Regions from separate parts of the Mus musculus genome. Here region 1 is linked to region 2. Evidence: chromatin contacts called from public promoter capture Hi-C data. All regions are on one chromosome and are shown on one strand. Each heading gives the region's core, a stretch centred on a gene start, on an enhancer-like site or on the middle of the called end of the contact. The rest is flanking DNA. Distances are from core to core; before and after follow the strand shown.

Evidence for each region. Capture Hi-C pulls out chosen DNA fragments and counts their contacts.
Region 1: a contact with region 2 is called in a promoter capture Hi-C map of pancreatic islet. The contact joins two enhancer-like sites. A contact is called at or near these places in 1 of 15 datasets of contacts at CTCF or cohesin (the NIH/3T3 cell line), 24 of 484 Hi-C or Micro-C datasets (the 63-12 cell line, the C10 cell line, the CH12 cell line and 15 more), 3 of 115 datasets of contacts at active chromatin or transcription factors (embryonic stem cells, large pre-B cells and stem cell-derived neural progenitor cells) and 4 of 9 other capture datasets (adipose tissue, embryonic stem cells, liver and 1 more).

What each region holds. Positions count from the first base shown.
Region 1 is chr1:54,970,828-54,973,791 of GRCm38.p6, reverse strand. No RefSeq gene overlaps it. Among named protein-coding and RNA genes, the nearest start is that of Ankrd44, 46 kb to the right of the region's middle. Within about 2 kb of position 1,636, at least 17 of the 459 cell types and tissues checked have an H3K27ac peak or open chromatin away from gene starts, as enhancers often do. A contact at or near this core is called in pancreatic islet, where this site is marked.
Region 2 is chr1:54,806,070-54,809,301 of GRCm38.p6, reverse strand. The region is part of intron 2 of Ankrd44 (ankyrin repeat domain 44); the gene reads left to right. Among named protein-coding and RNA genes, the nearest start is that of Ankrd44, 120 kb to the left of the region's middle. Within about 2 kb of position 1,256, at least 11 of the 459 cell types and tissues checked have an H3K27ac peak or open chromatin away from gene starts, as enhancers often do. A contact at or near this core is called in pancreatic islet, where this site is marked.

The sequences.
Region 1 (2,964 bases), core at 387-2,886, 160 kb before region 2:
TGTGGGGTGAGATATCGCAGTCCAGCTTCATTCTTCTACCTGCGAACATCCAGTTTTTCTAGTACCATTACTGAAACGGCTGCCTTTCCTTCAATGTTTGTTGAAACCTTTCAACAAACCTTTCAACCTTTGCCAGGCAGCTGTTGCCATGTTGGCTCCTTTCTGGGTTTAGTGTTTTTGTTTTGCCCATTCTGTTTTTGTATTAATACCATTGTTACTGTGGTTCTGTGTAGTCTCCCCTCCCCCAGCCTTAGGGTTCCACTGTTTACACCTGGATGGAGTTTACCTGCTCAATCGTTTTGCCACGCCTACTGCTGGAACCTGTGGCGTTGTTGTTTGGAGCCACCCACGTGGTCACCCTGCTACTGGTCCCCCCGGACTATTTGGCGGGAATCTACCCCCCCCCCCTTCCTCTCCTTCATAACTGCGTGCTGATTTAGTAAAATTGAGCTTTGATCAGAGTTGCTTTTGACTTGGCTCCGTTCTTTCTTCCGTCCCTCTAGTTCCTCTCTTTCAGCCCGAGCTGCCATCTCAGTTAAACCATTTTTGACATGTTTGCTCTTTTTGCTGACGATTGTTTTAGCTGTTTGGAATAATTTGTGTTTCCATGTGAAGTTTAGGCTTATTTGGTTTTGTGTGTGAGTGTGAAGTGTGTTACTAGAATTTTGATGAGGAGTGTCTTGAATCTGTGGCTCTCTTTTGGTGACAGAGCCAGTTTCACAGTTTGGATTCTGCCAATCCACAAGCACAAGAGGCACACTCATCTTCTGTCTTCTTCACTTTTTTTCTTCAGTGCTTTACAGTTTCCATCACAGAAATTCTTCATTTTGTTTCGGTTTATCCTTAGGTCTTTTATTTAGAAACTTTTATTTAGAAACTTTTATTTAGAAACTCAATAGGAGTTTTTAATTTAAATTTCTTTTTGCGTTTTTGATAATTTCATATAATGTCTTTACATCACTTCTATCATTCTTTTTCCCATTTCAACTCTTCCCATGTTTCCTCTGACTCCCTCTCAAGTTCATGACCTCTTGTATAATTATTGTTATAGGCATCTGCATCTATCTATCTATCTATCTATCTATCTATCTATCTATCTATCTATCTATCCATCCATCCATCCATCCATCCATCCATCCATCCATCCGTATACACCTCCTACATTTATCTCCCACTGCTCCCATTTAGTGTTGATTTTATGTACACACGCTCAGGGCTGACTCCTGGGATTGGGGAACATATCAGGCGATCATTAACAGAGAAGACCGATTCTCCCTCCCCAGCAGCTACTGTTTCAACTAGAAGTCTAAGGATACCAGCCAGTCTAGAATGTGAGCTGTGAGGAGAGTGGGTGTGAGGAGAGTGGGTGTGAGGAGAGTGGGTGTGAGGAGAGTGGGTGAGGAGAGTGGGTGTCCAAATGCTTCCCTGGCTGTAGCAGGGTCACTGCAAATCGGGGGACAGATGCTGTTTTTGACTTGGGCTGCTATGTATGCAGAGTATTGACTTTCTTTGCCTCATTTGCTCCTGAGGAAAAAAAATGTGTAAATGTTTGCATCTGGAGTAACTTCATGTGTGCACAGGGAGGAGGCCAGGAAATGAAAACCATGTGGTGCAGATTTGGGCCTTGAAGCTCCATGCTTGCCCACAAGGAAGAAGAAGAAAACATGCCAGTGATGGTTTTAGGTGGTCGTTAGGAGGAATGTGAACTAGGCCCATGTTCCTTGCCTGCTTCTGCTTCTCTCGAGCAATAGTTTCTGTTCCTTAGGCAGAGTAACAGCAAAATCACATTTCATTTGTTGAAATCTGACAAAATTGAACAGAATAAGAGGCTCAGGATGCTGTAGTAAAAATGACCTATAAATGTAAATGACCCTCCAATGACTTGGCCTCAGGCACTGTATTAGTCAGTTTTCTCTAAGAGTAACAGAATTTATAGAATGAATTTCTCTCTCCATATAAAACAGGGATTTATTAAATGACTCAAAGACTTTGGTCCAGCTAATTCAACAATGGCTGGCTGGGAATTGGAAGTCAGAGGCTAGATGCCTTAGCTGGTCTTCAGAAGACGCTGGAATCCTGAAGACGTAGGCTGTAATGCCAGTGAAGGAATGGATTTGCTAGGAAGGTGAGGGCAAGCAGGCAAAGAGCCAACGCTTCCTTCTACCATGTCCTTAGAAAGGCTTCCAGCAAGAGGCGGGGCCCAGATTAAAGGTGTGTCTTCTTGCCTCAAAGATCAATTAGAAGTGGATCTACCTACTTCAAATTGAGTAAAAATCCCTCACAGGAGTACCTTCCATGTTTGGATTTTACTTAATTCCCGATGTAGTCAGGTTGGCGACCAAGCATGGTCATCACAGGCTCATTCTGGAGTATCATGGAGTTGTGTGAACTTGGATGATGCTTCTCCTTGCCATCTTCTGCTGTGGTGCCTGCTGGATGCTCATGTTTACAGCACGAGTCTTGAAAAGTAAGTTCTCTATTAACCGCTCCTATCCTTTCAAAGTCACCATTGTACAAAGAACTTAGTCAGATAGGGACAGTGGAGGAGTGGACAGCCAGAGTCTGACAGGGCTGGGAGGCACTGGCATAAATTGGAGAGTGGATTACAAAACAAGGATGGACATTTGTGAATCAAATGGATCAGCCATGAGTGAGAGAAGTACGAATATTATTTGATGGGCTGGTGCAGTATCAGGCTCACAGTGATCTCAGAGACAAGGGAATCCCCAGAAATTCATGGCCCAGCCAGTCGGGCATACACGGTGGTGTCGACTGAGGCGGAGGATGATAATTGACACATAGAGGTCACTCCCTAACCTCCTCATGAATGCCGTGACACACATATACACATAAGAATGCAGAGATAGGGAGAGGGAGAGGGAGAGGGAGAGGGAGAGGGAGAGGGAGAGGGAGAGGGAGAGGGAGAGGGAGAGGGAGAGGGAGAGGGAGAGGGAGAGGGAGAGG
Region 2 (3,232 bases), core at 7-2,506:
TGGGTTGTGAGGTTGCACTGTTTTCTTATGCACCAGTGGCGCCCCCCACAGTGGTGCTTCCACAGGCTTTCTTTCCGGTGTTGTCCCTAAGAGAGCTCCAGCACTTGGCCATTTCTTCATCGCCTTCTTTATGTAGAATGTTTTCTGAGTGTCCTAGTGTTAGAACCCCTTGTGAGCTTCCTCCCCGGTTGCCAGTCCCCATTCTAAACTCACAGATGGGGACACTCATGGGACCCCTTTACTGTGGTTGGCCCCAGTACATATTGTCACCCAGTAACTAGCCTACAAGAGGTTTTGGCAATGGTAAGCTAGCATGCATTCACCAGAGAGGCATGTGCTATCAGTTCCCGTCACTCTTCTTCAGAAATCAGCATGTTTCCATCTTGATCTCTAGACCTAGAACCTACTGCAGGAGGTATTTGGCCTCAGACATATTTACTCTTACCTGCTTGGCTGAGGCCATCTTGATTACTCTGAATTTAGACCAGATTTGGCAGGTGCCTCCTTCATCTTCTCCCAGACCCATCTCTACCCACTCTGTCTTTCCTTCTTTTTCCCATCAGCAAGCCAGAAGGGGCATGTTAGGGAAAGAGTAAAAAGAGGAGCTAGCTGTGATGGGCAGCAGTTTCTGGGAAGTGACCACACAGCAGGAGTCCTGCCAGGTACTTTCTAAGCAGAATCTCACCCCACAATTCAGGAGAAAAAAGTCTGATTATTATGTTCATTTGACAGAGAAATGATGGCTAGAGAGGGGGCTAGCGACTCGTCCAAGGTCATTGTTCCTGTTTGATTTTAACCTTTGACCTCTGGAGTCTGCTAGACGTACTGCCATTCAGGTGGCTAAAACCAGATGTGGGATAAACAGTGAACCAAATCCAGACAACTGAGGGGTAGAGAAAATGAGGAGGAGGAGGAGGAGGAGGAGGAGGAGGAAGAGGAGGAGGAGGAGGAGGAGGAGGAGGAGGAGGAGGCGGCGGCGGCGGCGGCGGCGGCGGCGGCGGCGGTAGTTCTGGCCAAGAGGCAGGCCTGGTGGAAGAAAATCACAGTGGCAGAAAGTGAAGGCCCAGGGAGAGGTTGGGCTCTCTAACCACTCTGTTCCTTCCTCAGTGTGTGGCCCTGCCCTAGCTGTAGCTGTGTGATGGGCTCCCTGGGCACTGCTCTTCAGCTGACAGTATATGAACTATGAGCCACACAGTGTGCTGCCTCCAGAGATCAGCCTGGCACCTCAGAGGGAAAGGGAAAGTGTGTCGAGTGTTGAGCCCTCAGTGCCGCCTGGAGATTCTAGTAACCTAGTAACTGTGCTCCACTGCCTCTCCAATCTGTCCTTGCGTTGCTGTTGGACATGCCCATATGCAGTTGTCAGTGTCTGAGGCCATGCTACTAGTGACCCAAGAACTATAGAAAGTTTCTATCTGCCTGTGTTGGAATTACAGTAGCTTCTCTTTCTATGAACTGAATTTCCTGTAAACTTAGGTTCTTGTCCCATGACATGACCAGGAGGTGGATCTCCCAGCTTACCTCATTGTCTTTGGGAGTTGACCCTTGGAAAGTCTTGACACTGTAATCCTGCTTCCTTTTTATGTTCTTTATGAAGCCTGTGGATGCTGACTTTCCCCCAACTTCAGTTCCAGCCCTCTCATTTTTAGAAGGAGGGCAAGCGTTCCCTGCCAGCAATTCCTCTCTCCCCAGATTCTGGCTTGCTTTCTAACTCCATTGATAGTTCCAGAATCCCCATTTCCTGTGCCTGGAATGTTCTTTACCAGTAGTTTTATTTTAGTGAGGTCTGATCATTTCATGTGTACTCTGAGGCTAACCAGAGACAAATATAGACTTCAAAACAAAACAAAACAAAACAAAAACCAACCTTAGAGTCAGTGTTTCTGACAAATCACTGACCTCTTAAGAGTGGGACTTTAAGAGACAGGTTTGGAGTCACATTAATGCCACTCTTTGGGTCTTATTGTTGTAGGTGAGGTATCACAGAAAACATAGTTCTACAGCAGGCAGCCATCACAGAGGGGGTCTAGCACCAGCTGAACTTCATGTCCTGCCTCCACCTTCTCATAAAAGCTACATTTCTCACTCATTGGATTTGACTGCAAATATGGTTCTAGTTGAGAGCACCCCAATGGACGGGAAGGCTTTGAAACAAGGCCCATGATGGGATCCAGGTTGATCTGTTCACTCAAGTTTAGAGGATGTACAAGATACCTAAGAAAACATGGCTCCCACTTAGTTCTGTCTTAGCACAGAAACCTGCAGGCCACCCTCAGAGGGGCAGGTCTTTGTCCTTTGGGGTCATAGGCTTCAGTAGACACTCTAAGATAAATCAAGTCATCAGACATGTGTTGAATAGGCACTGTGCACAGATGTCGTGATATATTGGATAACTACACTCTACCTGCCCTCTGTCCCCAGCTCAGGTTCTGTGACAGCCATCCTAGAACCTTATGGTGCAGCCAAGGTGCAGTGTTGGTGGATCAGCCGAAGAGGTTTCAGAGGAAAGGGTACTAAGCTAAGTGTGGAAGAATTCTTCCAAGTGACTGCAAACCACAAATCAAGGACTCCATAGTTTGTGGTTTTAGGGTCCTTGTGCTGGAGGCTCCTGCTGCTTCTCCAGGGATTTGCTTGGTGTCTCAGAGCATCATGTTTCTTTATTTCCATCTGACTGAAATTTGCTTTTTGAACAATGTTGAATTTGGCAGGGAAGACGACAGAAGGATTTTTAGATGTAAAATGGTGCATAAGAAGTGGGCCAAAGGTTATAACATATGATTTCCCATTGGTGCTCAGAGATTTAAAAACTAAACATCTTATCACCTATAAGACAGTAATGTGCCCATTAACTGTCTGAGAATCCCAAAAGACCACCAAGCAGCCAATTCTGATGCAATCACACTACAGTGTCTTTATTCAAGCTCAACCTTGTGCTCACTGCCAACCCTGACACAGCAGGATGGAAGGGTGCAGCCCCAAGCCCAGCCTCAAGCAAGCATTTACAGAGGCAAGCAAATCTGATTGTGGGGCTATTATGGAATTTGCTGTCCTTTAAAATGATTGGCTGGTGCTGGGAGCCAAACCATAAACTTAACTTCTGATTGGTGGTTGTTAGGGAGTGGCCTGGAAACTAGTGCTAGGTGTAGGCTTGTTGGTTAACTCAAGTTCAACCTTAGGTCAGGTCTTCTAAGATGGAGCCTGAATCAAAGATGGAGTTGGTCTGGTTTCTCAGTAA